Regions from separate parts of the Mus musculus genome. Here regions 2, 3, 4, 5 and 6 are each linked to region 1. A link is a contact called in public HiChIP or PLAC-seq data. All regions are on one chromosome and are shown on one strand. The core of a region is the stretch at or near the end of the contact, and the rest is flanking DNA. Distances in the headings are between cores, read along the strand shown. Region 1 holds the start of Sox21 (SRY (sex determining region Y)-box 21). Region 2 overlaps Abcc4 (ATP-binding cassette, sub-family C (CFTR/MRP), member 4). Region 3 has its middle 110 kb from the start of 1700044C05Rik. Region 4 has its middle 71 kb from the start of 1700044C05Rik. Region 5 has its middle 48 kb from the start of 1700044C05Rik. Region 6 overlaps 1700044C05Rik (RIKEN cDNA 1700044C05 gene).

Evidence for each region. HiChIP or PLAC-seq counts read pairs in DNA pulled down with a chosen protein or histone mark.
Region 2: an H3K4me3 HiChIP or PLAC-seq map of embryonic basal ganglia shows a contact between it and region 1, with 3 times the contacts expected there. The contact joins the enhancer-like site here to the promoter of Sox21 in region 1. A contact is called at or near these places in 8 of 39 promoter capture datasets (cranial neural crest, embryonic stem cells, hippocampal neurons and 1 more), 9 of 484 Hi-C or Micro-C datasets (differentiating embryonic stem cells, embryonic retina, embryonic stem cells and 2 more), 20 of 115 datasets of contacts at active chromatin or transcription factors (astrocytes, a colorectal cancer cell line, craniofacial prominence and 12 more) and 4 of 9 other capture datasets (adipose tissue, embryonic stem cells, embryonic tail and 1 more).
Region 3: an H3K4me3 HiChIP or PLAC-seq map of neural progenitor cells shows a contact between it and region 1, with 40 read pairs. The contact joins the enhancer-like site here to the promoter of Sox21 in region 1. A contact is called at or near these places in 17 of 39 promoter capture datasets (the HPC-7 cell line, cranial neural crest, embryonic stem cells and 9 more), 3 of 15 datasets of contacts at CTCF or cohesin (embryonic stem cells, large pre-B cells and pro-B cells), 48 of 484 Hi-C or Micro-C datasets (the G1E-ER4 cell line, the HL-1 cell line, cerebellar granule neurons and 14 more), 27 of 115 datasets of contacts at active chromatin or transcription factors (astrocytes, craniofacial prominence, embryonic basal ganglia and 13 more) and 5 of 9 other capture datasets (adipose tissue, embryonic stem cells, embryonic tail and 2 more).
Region 4: an H3K4me3 HiChIP or PLAC-seq map of embryonic forebrain shows a contact between it and region 1, with 4 times the contacts expected there. The contact joins the enhancer-like site here to the promoter of Sox21 in region 1. A contact is called at or near these places in 9 of 39 promoter capture datasets (the HPC-7 cell line, cranial neural crest, embryonic stem cells and 6 more), 48 of 484 Hi-C or Micro-C datasets (B cells, LSK cells, Sertoli cells and 27 more), 30 of 115 datasets of contacts at active chromatin or transcription factors (acute myeloid leukemia, astrocytes, craniofacial prominence and 18 more) and 5 of 9 other capture datasets (embryonic stem cells, embryonic tail, embryonic trunk and 2 more).
Region 5: an H3K4me3 HiChIP or PLAC-seq map of neural progenitor cells shows a contact between it and region 1, with 7 times the contacts expected there. The contact joins the enhancer-like site here to the promoter of Sox21 in region 1. A contact is called at or near these places in 6 of 39 promoter capture datasets (cranial neural crest, embryonic stem cells, frontonasal cranial neural crest and 3 more), 6 of 484 Hi-C or Micro-C datasets (cerebral cortex, cortical neurons, embryonic stem cells and 2 more), 19 of 115 datasets of contacts at active chromatin or transcription factors (craniofacial prominence, differentiating embryonic stem cells, embryonic basal ganglia and 10 more) and 2 of 9 other capture datasets (embryonic stem cells and pancreatic islet).
Region 6: a contact with region 1 is called in an H3K27ac HiChIP or PLAC-seq map of extraembryonic endoderm stem cells. The contact joins the enhancer-like site here to the promoter of Sox21 in region 1. A contact is called at or near these places in 6 of 39 promoter capture datasets (the HPC-7 cell line, HPC-7-derived erythroid cells, embryonic stem cells and 2 more), 3 of 484 Hi-C or Micro-C datasets (epidermal suprabasal cells, nephron progenitors and trophoblast stem cells), 8 of 115 datasets of contacts at active chromatin or transcription factors (astrocytes, craniofacial prominence, embryonic forebrain and 5 more) and 1 of 9 other capture datasets (embryonic stem cells).

Annotation. Positions count from the first base shown.
Region 1 is chr14:118,235,610-118,238,341 of GRCm38.p6, forward strand. Sox21 (SRY (sex determining region Y)-box 21) reads right to left here and starts at 1,421. Exons shown (of 1, transcript NM_177753.3): 1 at 1-1,421. The coding sequence starts at 26. Gm4675 (predicted gene 4675) reads left to right here and starts at 623. Exons shown (of 3, transcript NR_131969.1): 1 at 623-1,335.
Region 2 is chr14:118,490,140-118,492,871 of GRCm38.p6, forward strand. Abcc4 (ATP-binding cassette, sub-family C (CFTR/MRP), member 4) reads right to left here. Exons shown (of 31, transcript NM_001033336.3): 30 at 360-494. Among named protein-coding and RNA genes, the nearest start is that of Mir6391, 100 kb to the right of the region's middle. Within about 2 kb of position 1,387, at least 20 of the 459 cell types and tissues checked have an H3K27ac peak or open chromatin away from gene starts, as enhancers often do. A contact at or near this core is called in embryonic basal ganglia and embryonic retina, where this site is marked.
Region 3 is chr14:118,472,557-118,475,288 of GRCm38.p6, forward strand. No RefSeq gene overlaps it. Among named protein-coding and RNA genes, the nearest start is that of 1700044C05Rik, 110 kb to the left of the region's middle. Within about 2 kb of position 1,370, at least 50 of the 459 cell types and tissues checked have an H3K27ac peak or open chromatin away from gene starts, as enhancers often do. A contact at or near this core is called in cerebral cortex, colorectal tumor organoids, cortical neurons and 8 more, where this site is marked.
Region 4 is chr14:118,435,662-118,438,393 of GRCm38.p6, forward strand. No RefSeq gene overlaps it. Among named protein-coding and RNA genes, the nearest start is that of 1700044C05Rik, 71 kb to the left of the region's middle. Within about 2 kb of position 1,355, at least 98 of the 459 cell types and tissues checked have an H3K27ac peak or open chromatin away from gene starts, as enhancers often do. A contact at or near this core is called in brain, cerebral cortex, cortical neurons and 21 more, where this site is marked.
Region 5 is chr14:118,412,979-118,415,710 of GRCm38.p6, forward strand. No RefSeq gene overlaps it. Among named protein-coding and RNA genes, the nearest start is that of 1700044C05Rik, 48 kb to the left of the region's middle. Within about 2 kb of position 1,398, at least 17 of the 459 cell types and tissues checked have an H3K27ac peak or open chromatin away from gene starts, as enhancers often do. A contact at or near this core is called in neural progenitor cells, neural stem cells and stem cell-derived neurons, where this site is marked.
Region 6 is chr14:118,392,466-118,395,197 of GRCm38.p6, forward strand. 1700044C05Rik (RIKEN cDNA 1700044C05 gene) reads left to right here. Exons shown (of 6, transcript NR_045624.1): 5 at 2,136-2,211. Among named protein-coding and RNA genes, the nearest start is that of 1700044C05Rik, 28 kb to the left of the region's middle. Within about 2 kb of position 1,331, at least 13 of the 459 cell types and tissues checked have an H3K27ac peak or open chromatin away from gene starts, as enhancers often do. A contact at or near this core is called in extraembryonic endoderm stem cells and trophoblast stem cells, where this site is marked.

The sequences.
Region 1 (2,732 bases), core at 171-2,670:
TTGACGTGGTCCACAGGCTTGGACATGCTGTCGCCGTGCCGCGGCTGCAGCCCGCCGCCGCCGCCACCGGGGCCCTCGGCCTCCGCCCGGAGGAAATCAATGTTGGCTGCCAGAGGGAACCGGCTCAGCGGGCGGCCGTGCGTCCCCGCGTCGTTCCCGCGCGGGAAGAGAGGACCAGACGACCAGCCCTGGGTCGGGGCGCTGCGTCCCGGACCGCTTTGGTCTGTCTGGTCGAGCTCTAAGAAAAAATCCTCTCCGGGACCCTGAAACTTCTCCTCGGTGTCCCCACTCCGCGGTGTCACTCTGCCCTCTGCTTTTTTGTCCTCTGTCCCGTTGCTTTGGCTCGCCAACTCCCTGCAGGTGGCCGCTGCCTGGTTCTGCTCTCCCCTCTCCTCTGTCTTCAGCGCCTTAAAAGCCAAGCAGCCCCGAAAGTTGAGCGGCGGAGGATCCACCAAGTTGAGCCGAGAAGCCCGCCGCCGCGTGCTGCCAAGTGCCAAAGGGGGCTCTCGGCGGCTGGAGTGTTTGGGTTCTCCCCGGTGACTTTCTCATTTGACAGAAGCAGATGGGAGTGGGGGAGGGGTGGCCGCGAAGAGGAAGAGGAGGGGTAGGGTCGGGGCGCGCAGAGCAGGGCGGCGGACAGAAACACAAACACTGCAGCGGCCCGTCTTCTGTGTCGGGGTCAGGGCGCGCTGATGGAACCCCCAATCCTGTAGTTCTGCTGAGGGCTGACGCTGTCCCCGGGCACCTGCCTGGAGAATCTTGCTGCCGGGCTTTGGCACAGGAGAGGAGAGGAAGGAGGCGGGCTGAGGTTTTGAGTTAGCCTGAGTCGCCGGGCCTCAGTGGAGACTGTCCGGGTTCTCCGACTCGCTGCTGCAGGCTGTCCCCGGGGCCATGCTTGCTCCGCTGGCTCCCAGCTTCCCCGGGCGCACTGAAGGTCTCGGGCTCCCGGAGCACTCCAGAAGCGGAGGGCTGCTCGGTGCGGCGCGGCCGGCCAGGCCCGGGCGCCTTCTCCCAGCTCCGGTCGCAGCAGCCAGACACTTGCAACTAACTTCTCCCAAGTTTCCGGCCCGGGCTCAGCCGCGCCCCTCTCGGTGAGCGCGCCTCCGAGCGTGCGCCCGCGTGGGTGCCGCGCCCGCGAGCCCCTGGGTCCCGGCTACTCCGGGCGCCGCAGGCTGGAAGGATGCAGGGATCCAGGTCCTGGAGGAGGACGGGGATTAAAGAAAACGTGCTATATCACCTCAGATCGCAGGTCTGCTCTGGGGCTGCTCCTGCTTTCCCAGCTCCGGGCCCAGGCTTTCGCTCCGCCGCTTCCGAGGCGACTGCAGCCCGGCTCAGGTGAGTGTCGCCACCTGCGAGTGTTGGCGCCGGCAGCGGGCGCTGGGTGTGCATGTCCAGCCGCGGCCGTGTGTGAGTGTGTGTGTATATCCTGGGAGTGCGGAGGAGGAGCCGGGGAGTCCAGGAGGGAGGAGGGACCAGCGGAGCCTCCTCCCGTCCCCCCTCCCAACACTCCTCCTCCTACTCTTTTTTCACTTTGAGTGCAGGTTTAGGCGAGTGGAGTGTCCGCCGCGCGCCGCGGAGTCTGCGCACTGTTTGGAGCTTGGTGTCGCCGGCGGCTCCCCTGTTCTGCCCAGCGCTGCTGGTGCTCTGCTGGCTGCTCTTCCGGGAGGATGAAAGCGGTACACCAGAGGAAAAGAGCTTCAGAAACTGGCGAGGAAGAGGGTTGAGCCTGGGGGTGGGAGTGGGGGAAGAGTCTTTGAAAGTGTTTGAGACTGTTCCGAATGGCAAGAAAGTACTCATTTTCCTTGGAGGGCCAGGTGTGACTCGCAACAGACGCCTCCGGCAGTTTCTTGCCTCATGGTTGCACTCAGAGGTAGTGGAGTGGAAAGTAGCCCAGGATGGACAGAACATTTTTGGCAAGCCTTTGGAAAAGGAATGAGCCTAGGTTGAGCCCGCATCCCCTTCTGAATACACAGCTTTTTTAAACAGTTGTCTTCTGTCTTGTTTTGCCTTCTTTTAATTCTGGTCGTCAGAGCTATCTCTGTGTTGTTTCTTTAACGTTTGCAGTCTCTCAACGATAGGGCAAAGCTGCTTCAAATCAAAAGCATAAATCATTTCTCTAAATAAAAATTTTAAAAATGTTCTACTCTGACAGTTTTTATGCTGTTGAGCCAGTTTTCTTGCTTGGTAGTTAGAGCTATTATAATTGACGCTATACACAATCAAAAATCAAATAGCACCCCCGAATATTCCTGGGGAACCCCCCTCCTCAGGGACTTTGTGTTTCAGGCAGATTACTTGTCTTCCTTTGGCTGTTTGCAAGTAACACATTCGTATACACGGTTAGCTTTTTTTAAAATGTCTTTTTGCAATTTATGTCCAGTTTGTACACACACGGGACCTTTGAACCATTGATTTGTAATCAGGGCATTAACATGAATTGGTTTGCACTCCTATTTATTTAAGAATTGGGCTTGTTTTGTTGCTCATTTAAATTGAAGAAGGCGATGGCTTTTGAAATGTTTGTTGTGATAACAGACATGCCAGTCAGCAGTGGCATGTTAAGTGGGTTTCTGTTTTCCTTAGCTGTCATGTTTGTAAATGCTTATTTTGTATTGTTTTTGCTCTCCTGTTGCTAAAACAATTGAACTGATTCCTCTAGAATCATAATTCTTTACCTCACTTTTGTAGACACTGTCATTCAGACTCTGGGTGGTGCGATGCTAAGACTCTGG
Region 2 (2,732 bases), core at 137-2,636, 250 kb after region 1:
CATTTTCACCTTAGCCTAACTTCCTGGATGAATCCCAACAATACCTGCATTGCAATGTGTTAAGCATCCATGAGAAAGAAATGTAATGAGTCTGCTGTCAGGGCTCACGCCCTCTCGGGCACGCCTGCTTGCACGTGCACATGTGCACACACCTTCCCCGGGGGCTCCTGCCAAGTCCTGGTAGACCTTACTTCAACCCTGGACGTGTTGAAGCTTTGTCTCCCGAGGCTTATAATTGAAAAGGGCACACAGTGCTTTTTTTTTTTTTTTTTTTTTTTTTTAAACCAGACCCCTGGTGCCAAATGGCGAGGAGGGAACGGGTGAGACACACTGTAATTAAGGCTGCTGGGCCAACTCACCTGTTTTGCTGTTTCGGTGAGGGCAGCGGCTTCGCCCTTGCCCAGTTGCTGAACCATCTTGTAAAAGAGGCTCTCTGGATTCTGCAGCAAGACATACGGCTCATCATATTCTTTCAGTCTTCCTGAATCCAAAACCTGGGGATCAGCAGAAAAAAACCCACTGAGACACACAATGTCTTGCAGCAATATATTATCACACAGACAATGCTTCGGAAAGGGGCGGGGCCAGGGAGAATACAGACGATCTATTTGGGTGGTAGCCTGGAGGATCCCTGAAAGGTTTGATTACCCTGAGCTACAAAGCAAACAAAGGCCAACCTGACCTTTTATTATTTTAATGTTACAGGGAAGTTAGAAAAATGAAAGTTCTAGACTATTATTACAGGGGTGCTCAGCTGTCTGTTGCTCTATGCATTCGAATGCCAAGGCTGCTCGGGGAGTCTTTTAGTGCTTTAAAAACCCTCAGACTCTGAGCTTTGAGGGGTTGCATATACGTACATGCAGAGCTAAGGAATCTATGGACTGAAGAGAAGCAGCCTGTTTAATAGAACATGGGTCATGTCAGAAGAGCCAAGCAACAGTGGCTTGAGAGTAAATCACCAAGCTGGATGGATAGGATCTGAGCAGCAGCTGGTGGGAGATGCGCTTCCTGAGGTTCTTTGGGGCTGACGGTGGGGGGCGGGGGGTGGGGATGACGGGGACTAAGCCTGATGACAGTCAACCCCAGTAAATGACGGACAAGCGACTTCAGCAATGCTGTGCACAGAAGAAAACGATAGAAATCTAATTTCTCTCTGGATAAGACTAAGAAAGTAATAGAGACACTGAGCTCAGAATTCTGATGACCTCAAGCCCGCACAGCCTTCGGGGCAGCTCGTTCTGAAGGGCACAGGGCTGGGTATCTTTTGAGCTTCCCTTTCTGGCTTCCTTCTCTCTCCCTTTAGCTGCCGGCCTTGCAGCCAGCGGACAGCTCATTGGTCTACTCTGGGGATGGAGAGGTGGAGGGAGGCGCTCGTCCACTTATTAGTGGCTTTGGTTAATGGTTTCAGACAGAAGAGAGAGTTGGAGACAGCTGGCCCAAATGACGCACGCACCCACCGAGGGAAACAGCTCCCAAGTAGGTGGTACTTACTCCGTTCTTCACTGGGCTGTGTTTAGAGTAAATCCACCTCGAGAGAATCCACTGAAACTCTACGCAGGGCTGGGGTTGTTTTTCTGTATCTGGATATTACAGTTAATTTGGCCCATGGTATTTAATCGGAAACATTTATAGAGTCCCCTAAAGGGCATTTTTTTCTGTTAATCTTTTGTTTACTACTGTGAATTGCTGCTAAGGGCTGCTTTCTCAAAAGAGTTCAAGAATAATTGAATCTGTCACATCCACATAATAATTAGAATGTCCTATAATTTGGCATGCCAATTTAGAGGCCCCGAATGTGTAATTTTACTTAAGCATTGCATTACAGGGCATAGCCACTCCTCCTGACGTTAACGAAGGGCGAAATCACAGTTTTGAAATGCAGGTCTCTCCTTTGCTAAGGGCTAAGTAAATGAGTCAACTTACTTTACAAAACGATGAACTTTCTACTCTGCAGAAGCAAAAAGTAAACTTAAAATCACGCTTCGGAGGTGGACCCTGACTCCTCTGACTGTAACAGACTGCCTGAATTTAAGATTTATTTTATTTATATGAGTACAGACACTTTCTTCAGACACACCAGAAAAGGGCATCAGATCCCATTACAGATGTTTGTGAGCCACCATGTGGTTGCTGGGAATTGAACTCAGGACCTCTGCAAGAACAGTCAGTGCTCTTAACCGCTGAGCCATCTCTCCAGCCTGAATTTATAACAACTGCTCCCCGTCTAACTTCCTACTGAATGTATTAAAATGTAAGATGGGTCTTTCCCCTTCCCACCGGGTTTGAAACACACAAATGACACTCAGAGTGGCAGATCTCAAAAGTGACCATCATTTGTAAAGGCCCAGTCAGCAAACACTCTCAGAAGGTAGGAGGGTTGGTAACAGAAGTGACAGAAAGACCACTGATTTAAAAAAGTACTCTCGGCCTTCTTAGTATTAACAACAATTTGTACTTTAGTTTGTTGAGAAGTTTAATGATTTAAAATTAAATATTTTTAAATTTATAAATATTTTAAAATATGTATATGTATGTGTCCATGTGCATGTGTGCACCTATGTGTTCATGTATATATGTATGTATATCTGTGTATATGTATGTGTGTGTCTGTGTTTATATGTGCATCCCTGTGTGTGTGTCCATGTGTATGTGTCCCTGTGTATGTGTCCATGTATGTGTGTGTATGTGTCCATATATGTGTGTGTGTGTCCATGTGTATGTGTCCTTGTGTG
Region 3 (2,732 bases), core at 120-2,619, 240 kb after region 1:
ATGTATGTATGCATGTATGTATGTGTGTGTGTGTGTATTTAAAGTTAGCTCATGTCCTCCCCTCTGTTTCCATCTCTTCCTTAGAGTACATTCCTGGCTACAACAGAGAGACTCAAGTAAGGCACATCCCATACTGCATCTGTTCAATTATCATGGTAGTCCTTCAAGTTTCTACAATTTGCTATGATTTTCAACCTCTACACGATTTATTCTTTAACCTACACCAGTTTCTGACTTTTTAAAAGATTTATTTATTTATTTCATATATGTGAGTACACTGTCACTGTCTTCAGACACAACAGAAGAGGGCATGGGATCCCCATTACAGATGGTTGTGAGCTACCATGTGGTTGCTGGAAATTGAACTCAGGACCTCTGGAAGAGCAGTCAGTGCTCTTAACCACTGAGCCATCTCTCCATCCTTCCCCCTCCCCCCCCCCCTCCCCCAGTTTCGGATTCTTGTTTGTCCTCCTTGGATCCATTCTTCATAGTGGCACACTAAAATTGTGTCCCAAAGACAAAACAAAGCAAACAAGCACAACAGAAAGAAAAAAGAAGAAATCGAATCCGGGCTGCAGAAGATGCTAATAGTTGAAGCACTTGTCAGCAAACATAAGAATTGAACTCTGGGTCTCTAGAATCCACAGACATGCTTAGTTGGCACGGCAACCTCCCTGCAATTCCAGCGCAGCAGGAGTGGACAAGAATCCCCAGAGCAAACTGACTGCACAGACTAGCCAGACTGGGGAAATTCTGGGTTTAATTGAGAGACCCCCTACCTCACTGAAAAAGACGGAGAGTAATAATAGATAACAGTATATGTCAGCTTTTGGGCTTCATCTGCACAAAACTCAAGTGTATAAGCGTGTGCGTGCGTGCGCGCGCGCGCACACACACACATGCGCATGCACGTACACAAGGCACCTTTGCAGGCCTGTAGGAAGTGGGGCTGACTATCATCATGAGCACACCTACAAGTCTGATCTCCTTAAACTGTGTCCAAGCTAGTCTCTGCCCACTGCAAGGCACTTATTTCATTCATTCTTTTCATGAGATGCAAAAACATAGTTCTAGAAAAGGCTACGTTCAGACCAGACCAAAAGTTCATACTCAAGCAGCACCAACGTAGCCAGAATCAGGTGTGTCTACAAAGCTGCTTTAGAGGCAGAACGCCCACCGCCCTTGCTGGTGCCACCTTGTCACTTGTGGAAGACACTTTTTAGAGAAGGTAGAAGTCCCTGCTTGGTCCTGGGCCTCCCGTGGGAACGCGCCAGCCATTGCTCTCCTCAAGGGCTGGGGCCGTGCCACCTCCCGGCCCTCAGGGTGCGGAGCCCGGTGCCTGTGATCGCGCGCCAGGGAGCAGGCGGGTTCCCGTGCTGGCCGGCCGAGGGCGGCGCCTGTGATCTGCAGCCAGGGAGCGCGCGGGGCGTCCCCGGAGACCCTGTGATCGCGCGCCAAGCGCATCCCCGACCTAGCGCGCGCGCGCGCGCGCACTGTCTGCCCGGAGCTCCCGCTGAAAGTGTCCCCGGATGAAAGGGAAGGGGAAGCGGGCTCAAGCCGGAGAACTAGGTCTGGTGAGTCCTCTGAAGCCTAGCATCCTGCTCTTTACAAACGAGGCACCCCCAAACCTTCCTTAATGCCCTTTCCGTTGCCTGATGGAAACAGGAGACGCTTGCCCTAAGCAACGAAAAATGCTCTTGGAGATGCTTGTCTCGAAAAGATGCTCTTGGAGATGCAAAGGAGATCGCATCTCTTCTGGTGTCCAGTTAGAGAAAGTTCTGCCTGGCTTGGTATTGTGATTCGCGAGGTGATAATCAAACAGGTGTGAATAGTTTAGCATCAAAGAACCGTTTCTTTCTAGAACGGCTCCCTCTGCTGATTGAAGGAAGACAAAAGCCTCCATTAGCATAGGGTGTGCAAAGCCACCTGTTCAAATAACTCTGCCAAACAGAGCAAACCAGCCTTGGAAAGAAAAGAACCCCAGAGCAGTGCAAATATTCGCAGCAAAGTTGAAGGATTAAGCTGATCACAGTCGCAAGCTGGGAGGAGGAGGTGTTTCCCGTTCGTAATAAAAGCTTGCAAGGGTTATTTTTAGCAGCCTGTTTGATTCCATTAGATGAGGCGATAGCAGCTTTCATGGTCTTGTCAAAATAAAATTATGGGAGAAAAACTTAGTCTGCCCTAACTAATCCGGCAAACGTTTCTGTTTGGAAATTCTGATTTCAGGTCATGGGTGAACAGATAGGGTTCTGCCCAGAAACAATGGTACAGCGCAGGCCAATCTGTGTCTGCGATTGTTGGACCTGTTGCCTCCCATTCCAAGAAAACAAAACCGCGATTTCATCAGCATCGATTTTTAATATTTTTGAAATGTTATTTTACATTTGTTTTGTGTCGCAAGAGAGAAGCGTGGGAAGGAGTGGGAGAGCAGCCGAGAAAGGAGCCAAGAGAAACTTGACTTTGGGGCGAGTGGGTGGGAGATCAAAGGATGAAATGGTGGCAGAGCGGGTGGAGGAGAATCGGAGCCCAGCATTATGGGAACAGCACATTGGCACGAGGGGGAGGGGGGACGAAGAAGGAGGAGGGCGGGCCTGGGTAAGAAGGGTGATTCTAGCAAAGAAGGGGCTAGGACCAGTCTGTGGTCCTAACAAGAAGCCTCCACTCTGGGTCCTGCTGTTTAGAGGACCCCCACCAGCTCTCCTAGGTGCTGGCTGGTTACTCTGGTGAGAAAT
Region 4 (2,732 bases), core at 105-2,604, 200 kb after region 1:
CAATAATAATGGTATCAATTATTGCAATTTGTGCAGCTGGAATAGATACATAAATAGGTAAGCGTTATTTTTTTCAATATTACTGGTGGAAAATGAATTTCAGACGTTAGGACCTGGGAGAGTCAGACGCTCCAGCTGCCGGGTGAAGGCCCCTCCCTCGGTTCTGGCCAGCAGCCCTGACATCCCTGCACAAAGTAATCACAGATCACAGCATTTAATCACGGAAGACAAGCACTCCAGAGGACAGCGGTGTCAATATCCCACTCTCTCATTATCTGTTTGGATTGCACATCCACACTGTCAGATAAACAGAGTGGAAAATTAAGATTAAAAATATGGTAATTTCATTTCAGGCAGCAGGCACCACTCACTGCCCCTATTATGCTATTGATTACCTCTGAATTCAATTTTTCTTTCAATGCAAACTTTAATCTGTTTGCTACCCAGCAATTCAACTCCCCAAGGGCTATTTGAGAGTAAGTAACCATTTAATCTGATGCTAACTGAAAAATCACCGTCCTTAATGAATTGTGTAAATCATTCAGCTCGCAAGCACCTTTGACTTCTATTTCATTTTTTATTTTCCACTCAATATAGGAAAGGATCGGCGTGTGAATAATTACAAAGTAGCAAGTATTTTTACATAGCGCAAATATGATAAAAACCCTATTATAGTGGGGCATGTGTAATGAACAGTACTTTTTAATTTCAAAATAGCTATTCATTAAAAAAAGAATGGAAGATTAAAAAGAGAGGCTCAAAGCTCCAGGTAAAAGTTGATAGACATTGTAATTACATGGTTAATTTCAAAGATTTATATGCTGTTATGATTTAAAAGGAATTTTTATGACCTGACATTTATATTCGAGAAGATTTTTTATTTAAAACTAATCTTCGAGCTCCTGCTCTTAATTATTTCTTGGCAAACGATAAATGGGAATACAAAAAAAATGCCCTATATCAAATTTTAAACTGAATAAATGCATGCGAATTTTCCAACAGCAGTAAAATGGTTTTACTTATTTGAATTGCTTCACATTGAGATTCCAGGATGGGGGAATTTGTGGGAGATAGCGCTGCAAATTATTGGCCCATTTAAGGGAGCAGCAATCTTAACCGCCACACAGCGTTTATGACACTTGAAAATACCAGATCGCAGAGAGGGTTTTGCTCGGGCGATTTGATTGTCTTTGAAGTCGGCCTTCGGAGTTTTCAACAGGTCTCTTGCCTGCTGGTCCCAGATCCGAGGGCTCCGGGGAGCAGGGGGTGGGACGCTTGCTCGGCTTGTCTCTCACCCCGCAGCTGCAGCGCCAGGGCGCCGCGGGTGGCAGCAGCTGCGAGGTGTCTGCAGGGATGCGCGGCCGAGTCTGGGGCGCCCCGGCGGCCAGACGCAATCATCCGCAGCTCCCTGCACACTGTTAGCAACCGGCTTCCCGAGGTCGAGCCCGTGAATCCTCCCGACAGGGCAAGACTCCGGCCCTGCAGCGGCCGCAGAGAGAGGCACTGGAGTTCAGCACCGTCCACAGCCCTGCCAGTACTGGCGTCCTTCCCGCTTGGCCTCGGCGGGGGGTGGGGGGTCGCCGCTGCTTGTCCCTCTAGCTTTCTTCTCTATTTTCCCGCTGCCATGCCGCACCGCGTATGGGAGACTGCAGGCCAGAGAGGCCCAGGTCCTCCTGCATCCCCATCCTTCTGCACCATCGGGCCACCCCACACCCCACTCTCCGCCACCGCGGTCTTTAGCTCAGCACCAGGGAGCCCTTCACCAGGGGACAGGCAGGAGCATAAGTGCGGATAGGAATGGAGGGGATCTTGACGGGAACAGATTGCAGCTAGGAGCCCGCGACCAGTAGAATCCAATGCTTCCTTAAAGAGCCTTGTCGTCCCTCAGGGTACTGGGGACACTGGGCGGGCGGAAACTCCTGGCGCTAGGCTTTGCAGTTCCGAGAATGAGGATGGGGCAGGGAGGTTCCTGGTGCGCGCAGCTCGCAGTGATTTTTTTAGCCCTTTAGGAGGGGGCTGAGTGAATTTCCACGGTGGGTACCCTTAGACCACCCCTTTTCTGCACCAACTCCGCACCAACTCGCCGCTCCAGCCTCTCTCTGGAGGGCTGGCTGCTCTGCAAACCCGCTGGAGTCCTGCTTTAAGCCTGTGCGTGCTGGCTCTGGCTGTCTGCTGACAGGCAGCCTTCAACTCAGGACACTGTTCCGCCCGCATTCAGGGGCCCTAGATCTTCACCGGACCCCACCTAGAAATTTCCATCTCTGCATTCCACGTTTCGGACGGGGGCGGAGGAGGGTAAAGGGGGGCGTTAAAGAGAACCACGTGAGCCCAAAGCAGGGGGGGTGGTCCTTTCCAGCTCTCTTAAAGATGGCCTTTTGCTCAAACTCTTGGTAACTTACGACTCTACACAAAGCCAGGTCCCTGGAAGAGTTTAGGGAGGAAGGTACCAGAGTCAGTTGTGCTGCCAGACATGGAGGCTATAATTTTATCCCGGTCCAGTTTGTTCTGAATTTGAGCTGGTGGTTTTTTCACGCAGCGAGGACAACCTTGCCATTAGTCGTTATTACTTTACAACCTTAAGGACAATCCATCTTAACCTCCCGGATGGCTGTGGTCCCCAAATCAAAACCTTACTTTTGCTCTGTGGATTCATTCCATTTGCTCAAAAATAGAAGAGCTCTAGGTTTGGTTTAGTTGTTGTTATTGTAGTTTCTTAAATCAGCACTGGCAAC
Region 5 (2,732 bases), core at 148-2,647, 180 kb after region 1:
ACTCCATTTCTTAAAAAGTCATCTAATATGTTCATCTCTCTAACAACTACCTGCTGGCTCTGTGAAAGGGTGATCTTTCTGGGATGGACACACTCAAGCTGAAGTTCAGGTGTGCTGTAAGTAGGTTATCATGGGGAATTTGTTATGTGGGAGTTTAATGGGGTCAGGATCTGAGCTTCAGTGTAAACCTTTCCAATTATTGGCTGTTTATTAGGCATCAGTTGTGTTGGAAAGGAACGAACACAGCTTCAGCCAATGATAAGAATGCGCATGTGACTCGCAACGATTGTCTATCATGTCCGAGAACATGGGAAAGAGAGAAGGGAAAATAAGCAAACAATTAGTGGTCCAGTGATCTCAAATTCTCCTTTGATTTACGGAGATCCTACAGGTGCAGACCTGGGAGGGCTGGCCTGGCTTCATTTGGGGAAAGTGGCTTGGGGCAGGAGTTAAAAAGCTGGAATCTGAAAACTGTCCTCTGTGTTCTAATGGCATCCATCCCTTACACAATGGTGTCATCCCTAAATTATACTCACATGGCTGCCTCTACTGTGTGTTTGAAAATGTGGTCCCTATTCAGTGGTGCTCTCTGCAGGGGGAGTTTTGCTGGAGGAAGCACGTCACTGTGTGTGTGTGTGTGTGTGTGTGTGTGTGTGTGTGTGTGTACACGTACATGTTTGCATGTGCACGTGTGTGTGCTCGGGCACGTGTGTAAAGGTTTTTGCCTTACCCACTTTCCGCTCACTTGCTGTTTCCACTGTGTGGATGAAATGTGATCAGCCAGCTTCTTGTCCCTGCCCCCATGTCTTCCCCATCACAATGGACTTTATCCCTCAGCCACCAGAAGCTAAAATAAGCTCTTCCTTAAGTTATATTTGATCACGAGGTTTAATCATAACAGGAAAGTGGCTAATGCATACAGATAGATGGATGGATGAGGTGGATGCCACTTCATTTGCCAAGGCAGAGAATGGCAGCACAGCCTCCAGGGGACTGAGGGACGCCAGCGGTGGAGGTTGAGGTATTTCTGGGCTAGAGAACCAAACATACAAATGTAAAGAATGTCATGTTTTCCTTGAGTCCCTGGGACCATACGTTGTCTAATAAATAGGGTGGTTCTCACTAAATGCACATCACACACATGAGCAGATGTATGAGTGAGTACACGAAAGCCCATTTCTTCAAGTGTACATTATTTCCCCTCAGTCCAGATGTCCACAGTTGTATAGCTTGTTCATGTTGTTCATGTTGAGGAGTCTGGCCTCACCTCTCCCAAGGACATCCTTCTTGCTCCAACCAGTCTGATCATACCCAGTCAGATGAAACAGCCACATTGCATGCCTCCCCTCAGCCTACTGGCCACCAGCCCAGCCTCTTAATTCCATTGTACCAATGGCCCTGCACTCATGGCTATTCAAAGAAGAGAGCTGCTTGCTATTCAGGGCAGGGCACATTCCTCCGGATCCCTTATGGATGGCCAAATCGAATTCTGCAAGCTCACTTTTGTCTTCCACCAACGGCCTTTTTCTACTGACTGTCAGGGATGCCCTCCATTTCCCCCTCTCTACTCTGTGCTGTTTGAAAGTAGCCAGCACTGATGGAAGGCTGCCTGTATACTCAGCCTTGAAGACCCAGCCTACTCTCCTGTTAGCCAGTGTAAGCTGGGTGCTCTGCTCCACACGTGGGCTTGCTGTGTCCATGCCACACTGTCCTTCACAGTCCCTCTTAGGATGATACTTCCCTTCCTCCAGGAGATTTCAAATCCTACCATTTGAAACTGACCACAACAACCTGTTTGATGCTAGGTTGCGTCATAGTGGGCACAATGAATACATGTCGCTTGAGGTAGAGGTAGTGTTTTTGCACGGGCTGATATGACCCATCTTAGACTGATAATCTCCAGGTCCTTAAAAACTGCTTATGGTACCTTTCTTGAATTAAAGGGAGGGCAAGAGAGTTAATACTTTCTCTGCTAACCTCCACATGAAGGAAAAGAACTACATGTTCAGGGATTAAAATCATCCATTCTTGAAGCAGCTCCGTTCTATCATTATTTTTCAGTATAATCAGAAATTTAATCTTCTTCACTTCCCAGAAATCATGAACTGTGTAGTCACACAGTTTTTTAATGTGGTTACTTGTTTGGTCTTTTTGCTTGGGTCTGAGTTCAGGACTACACTTGGATCGATCTGGGTGTCAGAGGGTGGAGACACAAAGGAAAGCTAACTGGCCCAGTGTATAGAAATGTCATCTCCTGTACAGACCCTAGCGTATAAACGTCTTTTGCTAGTGAGTGCATACAGCAGCCAGGGAACCAGGAAGGGGCCAGAGAAAGGAGGACAGGGCGGGTAATAGAACACCGATAGAAAGGCAGAAGGGGACCCTGGGTGCAGAAGGGACAAGCAATCCCCTGGAGGACAGAGAGAGGGGAGGAAGGGAACTGGAGAATGGTCAGCCGAACCAACGTGTGTATGAAAATGCTGTAGGAAAACTTGCGACTTTGTAAGTCAATTAAAAATTTAACTTAAAAAAATGCATTTTTTAATTCTGAGAAGCACACAGGGAAATCTGCCCCTTCTCGGGGCTCCTCACTGTTGCAGGCACTGCCGTTTTCAAAGGTGAAGGACAGAGTAAAATATAAGCCACCGTCGCAGGTGTAAAAAGATAGCAGATATCTGGGAAAGGGATTAGGGCACAACAGGCCGGTGTCACCCGCAGCCCTGAAAGCCGGA
Region 6 (2,732 bases), core at 81-2,580, 160 kb after region 1:
CCGACCCAAGAAGAAAGACCCAATATCTGCAGAAAGTAAGAGGATCCGAGCGCCAATCAACAGAGGCCCCCGGGGAAATGGAAGAACATTAGGATGCTGGATACATTTCTGCTGCGCTTTCAGCCCGCAGCATTGTATTGAATTCTATGCAGAACACCAAGAACGCCTGTGAATTGGAAGGTGGCTTGGATAATCACGGGCCTCTGGCCTCGCTGTGATGATGAAGTTAGAAAAAAAGATTCACAGTCATTGGAAGCAAGGGAATGAAGGAAGAACAGTTCCATGGAGTGTGCCAGAGGATGCAGACAAGGATGTGTTGTGAAGCTCCTGAGTTCAGGACAAGCCGCTTTAGAACAATTCAAGATTCAAGGTGCATGACTTTCCGCAAAGACGCAGCGTGGGTTGCTGTGAGTCTGAGGAAGGGAACTGGTGGAGAGTTTAGGATCCTTGAAGCCGAGATCTCATTCTGCACACTTGCGGCCACACAAGGAAGCTGGGGCTCTGAGTAGGTGGGCATCCCGGGAGATCGGTCCTAACTCAGTGCTGGGACTCTTGCATGGTTGCTGCCTGAGTTCCAATCCAGGAACCACATAAAAGCCAGTGGTGGTGCCATGAGTGTGCCACTGTGGTGCTGAGTTTGCAGAGATAGGCAAATGTCTGGAGCTGCACGGCCAGTCAGCCTTAAAAAAATGGTGGATGGTGTCTGACTTCTAACTTCCACACACATGCATATACAGGTGTACCTGAATACCCCCCCCCCCCCGCACACACACACACACGGTGTGGAGGCAGGGGGACTGGTGACCGAGACCTCTTATCCAATTTATTACCAGGAGAGTATTTATTTCCATTGCTAGCTAATCTTCAGGTCGACATTTTAGGTTTGCATTGGGTTTCTTAGAACTCGGGAGGCCAGTGAGGGAGAGGTTAGTAGGGAAGGCTGGAGAGAGAATCCACTCAGAGCCAGGAGGGAAGCTTTAAACTTGACATTGACCCCTCCTGGGAGCCTCACTTGGAACTCTGGGGAAAGTTGGGCTATGAGCAGATGGAGCAGTTGCTTCCCAGATGCCCAACCCCTTCCTGCCCCTCACCCCCACCCCAAAAGCTCCTTGTGTTACTCTCCTCACAAATGCACAGAAACCACAATCACAGGCTGTTCGTGAGCAGCCTTTTGTGGCCAGCGATGCCTCTGATGAGAGAAGAGAAAACGGGTAACGGCGATTGATAATGCCTGTGACTCTCTTGGTGAGAAGCAATTCAAACACGCAAGCAGGAGCCTCTCTGCCCAGTAATCTCTGCCTGAGTTCTCCTCTGTCACTAAAGGGTGAGTCTGTTTTTCAGGCATCTGCTAGACAATAGAGACCCTGAGTAATAGACTCAGACAGATAGGTGATAGCCTAGAGACAACGTGAGTCACATGACTGCCTTCTGTGCCGCCCTGGTAGTCTTGTTTGTAAATGAGTCAGCTCCAGAAGTCCTGCTATTCGATAAAGCTTAGACTATAGCTGAGGTCTTTAGGTTTTTGGTTTTTATTTTCTGCAATGCAGACATCCTAATAGCCCTACCCTCTGCACCATCTGACCCCTGAGACAGCTTCTTGCTATCTCCTTAGAGAGACCTTAGTAACCCCCTGCTCTGGACTCTTCACCATACCCCTGCTGCCTGAGAGCTGCTGACAGAGATCTTCCGGGCTCTGCAGGAAGGACTTTACACAACTGTATTGCTGCATGTTGAGGCAGCTAGGCCCTCAGAGGCCCTAGTCTCTTGTTCTAGAGTTAAATCCAAAGCAAGAGAGCAGGAAAAAAATTTAATCTTCCCACTAGTATGCTTACATGAACATTCAGGGAGGAGAAAAAAATGAGAAACATAAAATTTCCTCCTCTTCTCTAAAGGAATGACTTCTAAGCTTCTTTTTAAATGGCAGAAACCTTAAAAAATATTGACACCTGCAGCCACAAGTTGTATATCAACAATCTTTCCCCTTTTTTTACTCTCTCTCTCTCTCTCTCTCTGTGTGTGTGTGTGTGTGTGTGTGTGTGTGTGTGTGTGTGTGTGTGTGTAGATCAAGAGCTGGGAGTCTTTTTCAATCACTCTCCATGTTATTCACTGATACAAGGTCTCTCTGTTGAAACCAGAGCTCAGCTAATGTGACAAGTCAGCCAGCCAGCTTGCTCGCGGATCTGTCTCTGCCATCTGAGCACTGGATTACAGGTGTGTCCCATGCCTTTACAGGTGTACCCCTTACCCACACAACAGTTATGTGGGTTCTGGGGATCTGAACTTCAGTCCTTTGCTCATGTGACATGCCCTTCGTCCATAGGTCACCTGTCCAGCATCAGTTTTGCTTTGTTTTTTGTTTGTTTGTTTGTTTGTTTTTAAACTGGAGTCTCACGTGGCCTCTAACTCACTGTGAGGCTGGGATAGCCTTGAACTCCTGACCTCCTACCCCTGCTTTGAACATGCTGGCATTATTGGTATGCACCATGATTGCTGTTCTGGGAGTAGAACCCAGGGTCTTCTGCATGCAAGGCAGGCACTGTACAAACTCAACTACAGCCTCCTTCCTGTGCATGGAGTCCTTCTATCTCAGACTGACTTCACTCTACATTCCTAAGGCCCCCGGGGGACCAGAACAGTGTCAGCCAGAGGAATTCCATCTTGCACATTGTGCCTTTGATTAGGAAAGGGAACTGGACTGGAAGACGGGAAGCATGGAATTTACCCTTTACTGT